Linked DNA regions of Mus musculus: region 2 is linked to region 1. Evidence: chromatin contacts called from public promoter capture Hi-C data. All regions are on one chromosome and are shown on one strand. The core of a region is the stretch at or near the end of the contact, and the rest is flanking DNA. Distances in the headings are between cores, read along the strand shown. Region 1 holds the start of Ovgp1 (oviductal glycoprotein 1). Region 2 overlaps Cept1 (choline/ethanolaminephosphotransferase 1).

Evidence for each region. Promoter capture Hi-C pulls out the DNA fragments that hold promoters and counts their contacts.
Region 2: a promoter capture Hi-C map of liver shows a contact between it and region 1. The contact joins the enhancer-like site here to the promoter of Ovgp1 in region 1. A contact is called at or near these places in 10 of 39 promoter capture datasets (the 3T3-L1 cell line, 3T3-L1-derived adipocytes, the C10 cell line and 6 more), 1 of 484 Hi-C or Micro-C datasets (olfactory sensory neurons) and 2 of 9 other capture datasets (adipose tissue and embryonic stem cells).

Annotation. Positions count from the first base shown.
Region 1 is chr3:105,969,587-105,977,285 of GRCm38.p6, reverse strand. Ovgp1 (oviductal glycoprotein 1) reads right to left here and starts at 3,484. Exons shown (of 11, transcript NM_007696.2): 1 at 3,446-3,484; 2 at 2,844-2,873; 3 at 2,243-2,447; 4 at 1,259-1,315. The coding sequence starts at 3,470. It overlaps Wdr77 (WD repeat domain 77), which reads right to left. Exons shown (of 10, transcript NM_027432.3): 10 at 7,526-7,699.
Region 2 is chr3:106,524,920-106,532,618 of GRCm38.p6, reverse strand. It overlaps Cept1 (choline/ethanolaminephosphotransferase 1), which reads left to right. Exons shown (of 9, transcript NM_133869.4): 4 at 1,341-1,482. Among named protein-coding and RNA genes, the nearest start is that of Dram2, 19 kb to the left of the region's middle. Within about 2 kb of position 4,393, at least 10 of the 459 cell types and tissues checked have an H3K27ac peak or open chromatin away from gene starts, as enhancers often do. A contact at or near this core is called in liver, where this site is marked.

The DNA of each region.
Region 1 (7,699 bases), core at 2,235-4,734:
GAGGATTTCTGAGTTTGAGGCCAGCCTGGTCTACAAAGTGAGTTCCAGGACAGCCAGGACTACACAGAGAAACCCTGTCTCGAAAAACAAACAAACAAACAAACAAAAAAATGGACCTGGGTACCATTGTCTATTAGCCATCAATCAGCTGGGTCTTCTTGAGGGGTGAAGACACCTGGAAGAAACCTTTTAAATTATTTAGTACTTGTGAATCTTGCTTTCTTTTCCATATATATATACACATATATATACATGTGGCATCTCACTTGTGCTCACAGCAAGTCAGAAGAGCAAAGATGAGGCCTGGGGTTAGACAGAGCTAGTTGTCAGTCATCTCACACTTAGAATCTTCCATCCCACCTGGAGGTCCCTCACTAGGGGTATCCTATACTCACCAGACTATCAGGTCTCCCTCCACAGCTGGAAAGCAGGCTCTGCCCCAGACCTTAGCTAGGAAGCAAGGAAACTTTCCTTGTGAGAACATGAAGATGTTTTGTTATTTCGCTATTGTATGGATGGGAGGCACTAACAAGAGCAGCCACTGAATGAGGGATGTGTGCTGTGAGTCCCCGCAACAGCACCAAAATACCATCTGTGGCTTCTTTATCTCCAGCATAGCCATCTCCATCCAGAAAATGGAGGAGAACCACGGTCTGTGAGGCTTGGGGGTTATTCTTCTTGTCCTTTATAAAACTTCTCTTTTCAGAGACAAAACTCCTGCCTCCAACAAAAAGAGTTAGAGATTCATTTTAGCTGTTACTAATTTCTTGCCCTAAGTTTCACATTAGATGTCTATTTTCCTTGGTATTTCTTCCTATGGGTTTGTAGCTTCAAATAATCTTGTGTTTTGTTTTGTTTTGTTTTGTTTTGTTTTGTTTTGTTTTGTTTTGTTTTGTTTTGTGTTTTCAGAGGGTGCTAAGGGTCAGACCCAGGCTCTTTGTTATGTTCAGTAAGGGCTCTACCACTGTGTTACACTCTTGGCCCTCAATGTGTCATATTGCCTCTCATGTTTACCTATCCCTTTTCTTACCACATATGGGACCTTCTTTTCCAAAATCCTATGACCCTCTGTGGAAAGGGGTCCCTTGAATGCAGGACTTGAGAAAGTACCAATACGGGCTTTGCTGCCCTTATATTCAATCTGGCTTTTCCACACAACCCTGGGGAACACACACATACACAAACACACACCATTATTCTCACTTCCAGCCCATCTTGCTCTATCTCCCAGAGAGAAGACAACAACAGAATAGCTCACCGTGATGTGCCGAAGTTCCACCCTCCAATGGACAGCAGTGTTTTCAGCTCCCTGTTCCTGGAATGTAGGTGAGAAAATGGGTAAACAGGTCCCTGCGCTATGGACACCTTAAGTCACTGCTCCTTTTTCTTTTACTTTTCTTTTTTTGGGAAAACCATGGGAATGGAGTAGGGGATATGAAAAGAATAGGAGAAAGTATGTGGAGAAGATCACAGTAGAAAAGAAAATAGAGGAGACTGATCAACCCAAAGACCATTACAGCTCTGAGCATCAAGACTCTACAAAGTGGCCCAAGCTCCTCCACGTCTCCATAATTTTTCCATAAAAGAGAGACAAGTCTAGAACGTTTCTAGCCATTTGTTTTCTTACTCAACAAATATTCACTGAGTAATGATTATGTGCCTTTGAGTGCTTGAAACACAACAGCAAACACATAGACAAGCATCCCACTTCCTGGGAGCTTGACCTGCCCATCACTCTCTATTAATATAATAACAGACCTTCCCTTGGGCAGAGAAGGAACCCACAGGCGCCAGACAGGAAACACTTCAGCACCTCCTGAGCATCAGCTTCTTTGTGTATGCCCTAACTATTCTGTGTTCAAAGAGCTCCCCTTAGAAGAAAACTCACAGCCTGGCAGTTGCAAGAGGCAAGAACTTTAACATTTGTTGAGTATTTGTGATTCTCAGGACCTCTTTGAAGCACATTAGCAGCATTAACTCCTCACAACTGGGCTCAAAGGGTGAGCCAAAGTTTCCCAGGAGAAAGGAGCGTGAAGACACTCAGGAAGAGGCAACACTACCAAGTCATCAAGGCAAGGAGGAGCTCAGGTCAATGGAGAGCTCTTATGTCAGAGGTACTCAGATCCCCATTTGAGGGAAAATTGAATTAGAAAAACCAGGAAATTTTAAGAGTAATAAGAGTTGTGGGCATAATCTCCTTCAAGCTATAAAATCTGAGAACTCAAGTACACATCTAACATACCTTTCCTTGAGTTTGTTGAACTCTGGATAGAGAACGTTTTCATCCTGCAGATTCTTGGCCACAATCTGATTGTTGCTCATTGAGGCAAAGGCAAATATCAGATGCGTACAAAGAAAGGGGTCCAGGTCATGGGGCATGATGGAGGCAGGGCCTGGCCGACTATGTGCCCAATTGGTGAAATAGCACACCAGTTTGTAGGCAGTACCTGGCAAGAAGAGCAAGTATTAATCAGCAGAGATCATGGGGCAAGAAGGGAACTCAGATTCTTGACAGTAGAGTGAGTCAACAAGCCTAATCAGAGACCAGGCCACTGTAACAGCCTCCATATCCCCCGTAAACATACACCAAAGCTGCTTATGCATGCCCCCAGACATCCTGACCTTTTGCTGAGGCTCCAGAGAAGAAAGAATGCCTCATGAGAGTAGATCCTGGCACATAAGGATACATACAAACAGCAAATAACCAGAGTCCTGTGTTGGATTGTATTGGATTAATAACCTCTGGCCAAGGAGCCATGACAGGCAGAGGTTCAGGAGACGCTGAATAGAGATTTCCTAGCCAGAGAATCTCCCTGGCTCTGGAGGAGAAGTGGTTTCCTCACCATCACTGTGTTTCATCAGAAGAACCAGCCCTGCAGGAAATGAAGAAATTCATATACACACATGCAGAGTGCACACTCCACACACCCTCCAGTTAGCAAGTGCCCTCTCCAGCTCAGCACCATGTACACATGTAGACACACAAATAGAGACATGCATCAGTCACTGGTTTCCTCTCCTCCAAAGCTAACAGAGTGGAACTAGTCTAAGCTCCTTTTCTAAAGCACATCGCATGCTACATGTACCTGCTTTGCATAGGGACAATGATGGTTAGAAGTGTGTGCTAAAGCTCTCGGCCAGTGATTCTCAATTCTGGCTACAAATTCAAAAGTACGTACACACACGCGCACGTGCGCACATACACATCATAGCCCTCTCATCAGAAATTTCAAATTAACTGGTCCAAGATGAAGCCCAAGCATGAAAACCACCAGGTTGGAGAACTACTGCCCAGCCCCTTCCTCCACAGGTGCCTTTCTTTTCTTTTCTACCCCACATTCACATAATCCAGCTCCCTAAGCCCCAGGTTTCTCTGCTAGGCACTAGAGACAAGACAAACTGCTATCTCCTGGACTATGTCATTGCTAGGCTCTGTCACACTCACCAGCCAGCAGCAGCAGCCTCCCCATCTCAACTGCCTGGTAGCTCTGGTGATGAAGCTCAAGACTCTTTAATAGGAGTTGGCTCACCTGCAGCATGGAGTCAGCTACACGTAAGCACCACGCCAGAAACAATGATTCAAGAGTCACAATGACCGCTGACAACTTGAACTCTCTCTCCAGAACAGCTGTAGTTCTCAGAGCCAACAAATCAATATCCCTGACCTGACACTAGCAGGGAGTGAGTATTCACCACAGGCTATAACAAAAACAAATGCAGTAGCCCTGAGACTTGTCTGGCAATCAGTCCCATTTCCTGGTATCCAGCTCTGCAGTTGAGATGGAGGAGACCTAGGACATGATGAAGTCTATACAAGATTATCAGGAAAACTGTATCAGAAAGTTTCAAAGCTTTGGCTTTGGACTAAGGCTTTTGGCTATTTAGGAAGTTTTATAGTTTTGGATGAGTTACTGAGCCCCAAAGTTTCCACACATAAAAGAAAGCCTGTTTCCCACATATAGTTTGTTCTTACTTCGAAGGAATTTATGAAAACTAAAGAGATGTGAAGACTATGGTTTGCATAAAATATAAGTTTAATTACTTACAGATGTCATTAGCAAGTTGCTCAAAAGAGCAGGATGCTCAAAAGCAAATACTGACACTTCTGAACAGGTGAAGTAAACACACTAAAACAGCATTTTATATGTTTTCTACATGACAGAGTTCAGACCCAGTGTCTACTGGGCGAACATATGAGCCAACTATGAGGTGACCTGAGCCTCAGGTATATGAATACCCAAGAACCAATTTTAAAGAAACTCTACAATCATGAAAAGTTTTTGTTTTTTTAAAGCATAAATCAGGTATCTTTGATTCATTGGTTTTCTTTCTCTGTTCCAGATGGCCTCAGACTGTGTAGCCTCTCTAAGACAGATGCTGCTGTACATGGAGCATCTATAATAGGGGGTACTAAGCAGATCTCAGGGCAATGGAGGAGAAAGGAAAACAGTGCCCAGTGGTCAAATCTGTTGAACATTTGTCCTTCATTTGTGGGATGAAATAAGCAAGAAACCTCATAATTTTTAAACCAGTAGTTTATTTGGGTACCAAAGAACAAAGACAAAATATGTAGAACATGGGTGTGTGAGTGTGGGCTTTATTATCGAACAGACCCTAGAGCCCCTTCCTGCACGTACCATCCCTGGGGCCCCATTCGTCCTATCTGTTTCGTGTACCATCCATTCCCACATCCCACTTTTGACCTAAATCAGCAAGTACCCCCAAGGCCAACATAAGTCAGGATTGGCAACACCTAGTAGCATTGGCTTAATGACGCCTAATGCCTTTTCACTCTAATGACCATGCATGCTCCTCTTGCATCCCAGTCACCATTCCTGTGCTCCAGTTCTTGTTACTGGGTCTATGACTTTGCAACCGGATCTATAAACTATTGGTACATCTGATTTCTGGAGCCTCAATGTTGTCAGGGTCCCTCTAACTCATGGCCTGAGGCGCTGCTGGTTTTCTTTTAAAACCTTGACATAAAATGCTGGTCTCTACTTCTGAGACTTTCTGCATGACCGAGGTGCCCCACTACACTGCTGCCAGGAGCACTAGCTCTCAATGTAATCTGCCTGCCAATCTGTACCTAACCTCTCCACATGCAGAGGTATATGGTGCCAAGAAAGCCAAGACAGAACAGGAATGACCTCTGACTAATTCAGGGGTGACCATACCCCAAAGCTGGCAGCTCTGATTCTGTATGCACAGTGGTTGAGAATTGTCATGTTAAATGGGGATTACACTGCAAATCAGTGTGCTCTGTCTGTTCACAATCTTGTTCCTTCAGGCCTTGGGTGGCGGGGGGACAGCTGATGCGAATGTCACACATCTACTGGCATTTAGAAAATATTTCTTAGCATTTAGCCTATTCTTATGGGGGGAAAATACTAATATATCTTACTTGGATAACTGAAAACTTCCCCAAGGCATCATGACTCCTCATATTTCATTAAACTAATGGAGATGAAGGCAGAAACACAATCGTGTAGTGCTTTGGTTTCAGTAAAACATTTGACTCAAACTTTGGAGACATTGTGAATAAATTGTGGAAACATGCTTTAATCAGTTGCGTAAATACTACAAAATTCTCAAGAATATTGACATTTCTTCTCCAGTTTTGTAGCTGCAGTTTAGACAGGAACAATTCTGGGTCAGAATTTTTGACTGAGGGTTGGTAACAGTGACCAGCCCAACTTGGGATCCATCTCAACAGGAAGCTCCAAGACCTGACACTATTACTGATGCTGTGGTGTGCTTACAGTCATGAGCCTAGCATGGCTGTCTTCTGAGAGGCCCAACAAGCAGCTAAGACAGATGTAGATACTTACCAACCATTGGACTGAAGTCAGGGACCCCTGTGGTTGAATTAGGGAAAGGCTGGAAAAGGCTGAGAGCAATCCCATAGGACCAGCAGTCTCAACTAACCTGGACCCCTGAGATCTCTCAGACACTGAGCCACCACCAGCATACACAAGCTCATCTGAGGCCCTAATATATACAGCAGAGGACTGATGGGTCTGCCCTCAGTGGAAGATGGTACCTAATCCTAGAGAAACTAGAAGCCCCAGGGAGTGGGAAGGCCTGGTGGGGTGGAGGAGGAATGGAATGAGGAACTGTGGGAGAAGGGACTGGGAGGGGGACAACTGGACTGAGGAAATAAAGCCATCAGTTAAAAAAAAAAAAAAAACTGACCTAAAAAATTCACAGTAACCCTGAATGAGCACTTCTTTGTTAGCCAATAACCTGTTTAAACTGGTCTGTTTCCCACTATTTGTTATAAAAGATGATTGTTGGCTAAGCAAGAATTTTACCTCTTATCTTCATATCGAGAATGTTTATTGCATTAGAAAGTGTTATCATACAAAGCAATGTCTTCGCAGATCATGTTGTTTTTTACTGACATGTTCTGAGAGCACATCACTGCTCCTTAAGACTTTTATAACACCAAATTTTAAAGTCAGTTGTTTCACGTCCTTATTGTTTTTTGAGACAGGCCCTCATACCCAGGCTGATGTAAGCTCTTTACTGAAGGATCCAGGACTACCTCTTAGGTTCAAAAGTTATGTCATCTGCCTTTAGAGTAAGAAAATACATATCCTTGGAACCAAACACACCCAGCTTATTAAGCATGGCCAGTGTCAAATGATTTCTGTTAAGTTGTATGTGTAGAACTGAGGCTTAGCATGTAGATGTAAAATACATTCTTAAGTATAGTCTTCATTGCATTGCTGAGAATCCACTCTAGAGAAATTACTACTAGAGTGGAACTTTTTCATTTGAAACTAATTGTTAATGCTTTTAGCACAATGCCTCCAAAATGAAATGCTTGTCTAACACAACAGGGACAAGGGAGTGAGTTTTCAAACAATCAGTGGCTGGCTCCCACCAGAACTGTTTACTGAGCCATTGAATTTGACAATTCATTCCTTACACACAGAATGGCAGAATATCAAAGTAACCCACAGTAAGTGGAGGACCACATCAAAGACTGTAAGACCATGCACTGTGGTCATTCTAACTTACCAGTTATTCCTCCTCTCCAGAAGCGAATTCCTTCTTCAGCCCCCTTGGGCTGCACCTATGCTATGTCCACACAATGAAAATACCTATGCTTCCTCACAGAAGTCTAAAATCTCACAAGGAAATGTGTTTGGATGCTCAACAGTGGCCTACTTACCTTGCTTACTATCCGATTTTTCCTATTTCCAGTACTCTAAAGATTAGACATGAAGTCCCTTTTTTTGTAATTAGTTTTATTTACATTTCAAATGTTATCCCCATCCCTTTTTCCTCTCCAAAAATCCCCTATCTCCTCTCCCCCCTCTCCCTGCTCCCCAACCCACCCACTCCTACTTGCTGGCCCTGGCATTCCCCTATACTGGGGCATAGAACCTTCACAAGACCAAGGGCCTTTTCTCCCACTGATGGCTGACTAGGACATCCTCTGCTGCATATGCAGCTAGAGACATGAGTCCCACCATGGGACATGAAGTTCTTGAGACAACAACAAAAGCAATTTCCTAGTTCTAAACTCCCCACCCCCAACATTATCTTTATTAGCAATAAGCAACTCAATACAAATGTTGATTAGATACAAATTGTCTTTAGCTTCTTCCACACATGGATTGTTAGATGCCCTAAGCCTTCACAATACACAGACATTAAAAATGTCTTTTTCTATTCACATTTACTTCGT
Region 2 (7,699 bases), core at 3,144-5,643, 550 kb before region 1:
AGTTGAAGTATAGGTGATATGTCTGTATTTGTAGTATGTTGCGACTTTTTCAAATAATACTTGAGTGTATTTTTAGAAAAAAAAAACATTATAAATGAAATTGAGGTAGGTATTGTGGTGTACCTGTAACAGTCCTATCGCCTGAGAAGCTACAGTAGAGACTTCATAAGTACAAGGTCAGCCTGAGCTGTGTGGCAAGCGTTAGGCCTGCCTGGGCTAGGTAATAAGATCCTCTTTCAAAATCACAAACAAAAAATGAATTTCTAACTAGTATTCTTAACAGAAGTGTTTCCCTCCTTATTTTAATTTTATTCTTCAGTTGTTCTACCAGTTGTTATGGCATTTAAAATATTTTTTATGTCTTGCAAGTTTTATGTCTTGGGTCCAGATTTACATATCAAAATCATTACTTTATTGTGCTCTAATGGTAGCTTGCTTGTTAAAAGAAGAAAAGCAACAAATAAATTAGATTAAGGAAAACTCCAAATTTTCATTGAGTGAAAACTAGTTTGTTAACTTGAAAGACTATTAGAGTTTAATGAGGAAACTGCAGGATGACAAGCATCTTATTTTTGAAAATTGAAGTAATAGTCATGTAGCTTGAGTTTCAAACTAATAGGAAATCATTTTCTTATATATGAGACATAGTGATACCTGCTAAATAAGAAAAGACAGTTTTCTACTCTGAAGCAAGTAGGCCACTTTGATGCTTGTTAAAGCTCCCTAGTCTTTTCATTTTTTGTTTTGTTTTTGATTCTCTCTGCTTAAATGGCTTGTGCTTTTCTCAGGAGGTGGTCTTTGCCTGTTTTGTTTTCTAAATCAAGTGTGTATGTGCATGAGAACCCAGTATAGCTGTTTTCAGATGCCAGAAGAGGAAATTAGACCCCTGTTGCTAGGTTGTGACCACTGAACCATCTCTCAAGTTCCTATTTGTACTTTATTTTATATTTTTGAGACATGGTCTCCCAGTGTAACTAAGACTGGCTTTGAACTCTTCCTGCCTCAGCGTCCTGAGTGCTGAGATAGGTATGTGCTTGGTAGCACCTGCAGCACCCTGACACCTTTTACTACTCAGTTAGCACTGCTATCCCTAAGTAAGGAGAATTCTCAAAACATGTTCAAGTGTTTTAGTTGCTTTGAAAAACTTTGCTTCAGCTAAATGACCTAAAAAATCATTAAAAAAAAAAAAAAGAAAGAAAGAAAGAAAATAAGTCGTTGAAATTATGGTGTAAAAAATACAGAAATATCACATAACTGAAAAGAGATTATCTGTATCTCATCTAAGGTGATTTTCAGCTCTATAGATTCCGTTTAGTTTTCATTCTCATTTTCTTCTGCAGTTTTTGTGGTTCTTGGAACTTGTATTGCAGTACAACTTGGGACAAATCCTGACTGGATGTTTTTTTGTTGTTTTGCTGGGACATTCATGTTCTATTGTGCACACTGGCAAACATATGTTTCTGGAACATTGCGATTTGGAATGTAAGTAATACTTAATGGTGATTTTGTTGCTTTCTAATATGGAGAATATTGCTTATAGATTTAAGTATTAAGAATTGATCAAATCACTAAACTAACCTGTTTTTAAAGTAAACTAAATATTTAAAATTATTTTTTTGTCATATGCCTCTCTGTATTCCTTTGGAAATGAAGTGCCAGAATCATACAGTAAGCATTTTGGAAGGATAATAAAAAGCAGTAGGCCCTCACTCATCTTCACAGGTCTTTACAAATTTACTTTTTTATCTAACTGTCTTTTTATCTAATTCCATATCTTATTTTGTGATATAAAACTTATTTTCAAGAAAGAGTTTCTGAACTGGAGCGATGGGCTCAGTGGTTAAGAGCATGGCTGCTCTTACAGAGAACCTCAGTTCAGTTCCTAGTACTCACCCATAAGTGCAGCTCCATCATATCTGAACCCGTTTTCTAAATCATCACATGATTAAAAATAGTTTGGGGCTTTGTTTGTAGAAATGGGAGAGTTTAAATACTGTGGTTTAATTACATTTTAGTGTTTTATACTGTTTTATTTACAATTCTACAAAAGAATAATCTTCTAATAATATGTTTGATACTGCAATATTTTTCCTGCCAGCAAAATATCTGAGAAATTACAAATGGAATACGTATAAAATTTTTGACCTGAATGGAGAGTTTGCACCTGCCGATCAGTCCTTTCCATGATGATTAATGATGTATGATTAATGTAACCCAGTCTTAGAATGTGACTAAGGATGCTTTTCACTATCCAGGTTTTGTTTTTCATTTCTTTGTTTTGTTTTGTTAGATTTATTTTTATTTGATTTGTATGGATGTTTTACCTGCATATATATCTGTGTATCACATGCATTCATTTTTTTTAGAAACAGAAGTGGAAATCAGGTCCCTTGGAACTGTAGTTAGAGATAGTTGTGAGACATCTGTGGGTGCTAGGTGAGCTGTCTCTCTAGCCCCCACCATCTGGTTTTTAATTAATTATTATAGAACCTATTTATTCTTTCCTTTTGGTTTGGAATAAATATAATTTTTTTAAAAAGAAAAGGCTTTATTCAAGAAATGTCAAAATACAAATGTCTGACTACAACACATTTTAACATAGTCCCTAAACCCCTAATGGTCTTCTTTATTTCCTTACTTAGAGCGCCAGCAAGAATTGTTTTCATAGACCTCAAAAAGGCTAGACAACTTAGAAATTCACTTGGTTACCACAAACTCCGTTTATATGATTTTTGCTAAATTTTTAAAATAGAACTTAGGGACCATTGAGATAGCTAAACAAGTAGAGGCACTAACATATAATAGGAGTTAAATACTTACACAAATTTTAAATAAACTTAATAAAATACCTGGTTACTAATATTTTTGGTGTTAAAATTTTAGATGAAATCTCTGAATACTTTCAAAGCAAAGAGATTTAGAGAATATGGTTAAAGTCTTTTAAGGTCTTATCAGAAGACAGTGGCATGATGTCCATATTAATATTCTGTCTATGCCTTCATCAGGCATATATGGAGTCATTCATACTCAGAAAATGTTAGCCTTCTAATTTAAAGGAAGCAGTGATTGAATGTTTATAGGTTTGTTTTCAGTAATGTTTTCATAGCCTTTGTCTTATAATATTTTCACAGTCATCTTGTGCTTTAGGTAAAACCACAAAATGTTAAAAATTCTAAGATCATTTGTTTTTTCATAATTCAGTATTAAGTTTAAGTGCTACTGGGTTTTCAGAAATGCCATGATGTTTTCTATCTAGATTTCACATCCTTCATGGTTCATTTCTTATGGTCTCAGGGTTTTGGGTGTTGTTTTGTCCTTTGGACAGTGGGGGGGGGGTGAGAGTGGGGGTATGTATATTTTGGGTACTGAACCTGTGTTGGATGTAACTTCAACTTAGTTACAAACCAGTCTCTGTTCAGTTTTCTCTTTCCCTTTCAAGAAATGCTGTGCCAGCTCTATGGTGTGGTAACCAAAGAGAAAGGGAATTCAGCATGAAAGTAGTAAACAAACAACAAAACCAGTAATGGGCAGTAGTCCTAGGAACAGTTTAATATCACAGCTTTATACCTTGCAGTCTTAGAACTGCCTGTGATAAAGTTCTTACTTGGAAAACTGTGCAGTCCCATGTTAGATCATAAGATGACTGTAAGGGAATAGCAGAGATAAGACTAATGAAGACCCAGAAAATCTTGCTTTTTCTACTTTGCCAAGAAATTTGGTTTTTATCCTGATCTGCAAGGAACTTTTGTAAGACCTAAAGCTAGGAAATGACAAGAAATACCTTAGAAAGATCTGGCAGCATGGCAGAGAGTAAACTAGGGTTAACTGTAACAAAAGCAAAAAGACCCCCAGTAAGCATCAGTACAATTAACCTGAGGTGCTGCAAAGCCTATATTAACCCAGGAGCAATGTTCTTGTATGGAAAGGGGTTGATGGTCAAAGAGTTCAGAGCTAGACACTATTTATCTAGGTGTATGGAATGAATAAAAGTACAGATACTACACTGATGTCTCCACAACTTCCCTTCATTGCGAGGTTTTATGGAAAGTGTAGAAAGGCACCTCAGGAGAAGAAACCTACTTAAGTGGCAAATTCTATCCAGAAAAAAATGTCTGTACGGGATGGCAGACATAAGAATGGCAGAAAACTTAGGAAGTGGGCTTGGAAAGAAAGCTGTGAATAACCTTCTTTGAACAACCAAAATGGGAGGCTTCTTGTTGGAATGAAAAGCCAGGAGATTCATGAACTTTAAGAACAAATGATGTTTGGAGCTGCCAGGATTCACGAGAGTAGAAAAATGTATTATGAATTTGGCAATATGAATGATCCATAGTAGTTTCTGTGTAGTGGTGAAGTAAGGGCTAGATTGTAGCAGGATAAATAAGTTAATGTTTCATTACAATCTCTATCACATTACTCATAAAATACATAGAGGAGAGGACAAAGGACACACAACACACACAAATTACACATGCCATAGAAATTACTAGAAATTACCAAGAAACGGAGAAAATAAGAATGATTTGTGTAGCAAGATAGATTGAGATGTAAGACTGTAAGTATTCTAGGATAGGCATATATATAACTGAGTGGTAGAAAGCTTGTCTAGTATACCTGAAGTCCCAGGTTCAATCCCTAACATTGTTAATAATTAATTTAGTAAAATAACTTGTAGTATCAAGGCCAAAGCAAACACCTAAATTTAAATCAGATACCATAAGAAAAACTGTACAAGTATATTTTGAAGTAACAATGAAATGCCTTTTTAAAGTAAAACTGAGCTACGACAATATGCATGGAAAAGTGCCATTAGTACTTTACACCTAACTAGCTACTCATCAAAACAGAGCAAAATAAAACAGAACAGTATACTAGAGGATAGAAAATACATAAATCCCCCCTCCCCAGTACTACTGGAGTTCACATGTTTTTCTCAGTACCATATATAGTTAAGTATAGGATAGATTAAATTCAGTCAGTTTTGTATACATGAAAGAGAAAATATTCTTTTTGACTAACAAAGAACAAGGTCAATTCTCAGCTCTGGTTTAACTAAAGACATTTTTATATATGGCTTCTTTCTAGTTTTTCTTAGGGAAAATGAAAGCCACCTTAACTTGAGAAATACTACTTTTGAATACTTTTATTTGAATTGTTTTAGTGTCATTTATAAATGGGTGAAAGGGATCCTTAACATGTCTCTTTTGCATGTAATAAATTCAGATGTTTATGTTCTCAGTACTTTATAAAGTAGAATGTTTTCCAAATAAGAAGCTTGGGGAGATGGACATGGTGGTGCATGCCAGAGCTTTAGTAGCTGAGGGAAGAATAGTGGAAGATCAGAGCTAGCCTGGGCTACATAGGGAGACTCTTTCAAAAAACTGAACAAAAAATTAAGAAAAAGACATTTTTGTTCTTCTTAGTCTCATTATTTTTAGTTCCTATTTTAAGTTCATAGTATCTTGAACAAATAGAGAAAACATTTAATTCATAAAGGCTAAAGAGATGGCTCAGTGGTTACAAGTGTCTGCTGTTCTTTCAGAGGACCAAGTTTTGGTTCCCAGCACTTCTGCCTGGCAGCTGACAGCCACCTTTTATTTCATCTCCATGGGATCTGACACCTTCTAGCCTCTAAATATAATAAATCATTTTTTAAAATAGATTTTAATTCTCTGTGGCTAAATACTTTCCATTTAAAATCTAGCATTTTGAGAAAACAAACATGCTTTGGGTACATACTTCTCAAGTTTATGAGCTGCTGTGGAGCTAAAAACCTCCTTTCACAGAAAATGGTAGTGACTATGACATCTCTGCAGACCCTTGTCTCACATCCTGGTAGACTGAGTCGGTGTTGCTCTAGCCCTGTACATTTTACTGGCCTTGATAGGAAGGATTGAGGAAAGACATAAAGTCAGAGAACTCAATAGAAAAGCTGGGCTAGTGAAAGAAGAAAAGTGTTAGGAGTTGACACAGAAGTATAGAAGTACAAAGTCCCTTCAAATGACCTGGAGTTGGCAGTGCCAGATGCAACAGAAGTACTGAAAGTGAATAGAAGTCATTCTGTACCCTGAAACAAAGGAGTATTATGTGCTGTGAGATATATTGTATTCCTCTCCCATTTACCACAGCGTTGTTTTTTAAAAGAGAACTACTGTGATTTGAAACTCACAATTGTAATCAATCATCATTACTATGGTTTAGATTATATGAAAGTTCTTATTTCTGCTCTTAAGTCTTAAATCCTATATATCTAGGTGTTTTTAGATTGATATCATACAGGCATATATATATATATGTATGTATGTATGTATAATTTTGTTTAGTTAGTTATTGAGATAAGCTCTTACTACACTGGAACTCACAGTGTAGACCAGGCTGGACTCAAATCTGAGATTCACTTGTCCTTCCTGATTGCTGGGATTAAAGATGTATGCTGTCGTGCCCAGCAAAATCGTTTTTTTAAAAAATGAAATATGCTTATAAATAATTTGTCTTTATCTTTTAATTAAAACTATATTTATACAAAACACTGACCTTAAAATGTCTCCCACATTGTACAGGCAGAACCCTTTTGTTTGCTTGTTTGTTTGTTTCTTATTTGGAGATAAGGTCTCTTTCTAGCCCAGGCTGAGCTAGAACTCACTGTGAGTAGGCAGACCTTAAACTCATGGTCATCCTTCTGCTTCAGCATCCCAAGTGCTGGGATTACAGAACTGCACCACCACAGTTGGTGGGGCATTCGCTAAATTTTTTTGAGGGGACAAAGAAAGAAGCAAAAATTTCAAGTTATGAGGAGGGGTTATAAGTTGAACTCAGGCCATGATTTTTTTTTTTTTCTATTGCTGTCGTAACTAAAACAACTTGTGGAGAAATGGGTTTATTTCATTTTGTAGGTCAGTCCGTTATGAAGGCAAGGCCAGACAGGAACCTGGAGGCAGTGACTGAAGCAGAAGCAATCAAGGAGTGTTCTTACTGATGTGCTCTCTATGGCTTGTTCAGCCTGCTTTCTTATACAGTTCGGGACTACCTTAACCAGGGGCAGTACTTTACCCTGTGGGCTGTACTGCATCAATTACTAATCAAGAAAATGCTACATAGGCTTGTTTAGGCAGGCCAATCTGATGGAGGCATTTGTCAATTGAGCCTCTCTATTCTCAGATGACACTAACTTGTATCAAGTTGACAAAAAAAAATGTTTTTTATGTGTTCTTGGATTCAGTTTGCTAGAAGTTTATTGAGTATTTTTGAATTGATATTCATAAGAGAAATTGGTCTGAAGTTTTCTTTCTTTGTTGGGTCTTTGTGTAGTGTATGTATCAGAATAAACTGTGGCTTCATAGAATGAATTCTGTAGTGTTCCTTCTGTTTCTATTTTTTGAAATAGTTTGAGGAATGTTGGTATTAGCTCTTTTTTATTTTTTATTCTTATTTATTTATTTAGATGATTTTTTTCCATTTTTTATTAGGTATTTAGCTCATTTACATTTCCAATGCTATACCAAAAGTCCCCCATACCCACCCACCCCCAATCCCCTACCCACCCACTCCCCCTTTTTGGCCCTGGCGTTCCCCTGTACTGGGGCATATAAAGTTTGCGTGTCCAATGGGCCTCTCTTTCCAGTGATGGCCGACTAGGCCATCTTTTGATACATATGCAGCTAGAGTCAAGAGCTCCGGGGTACTGGTTAGTTCATAATGT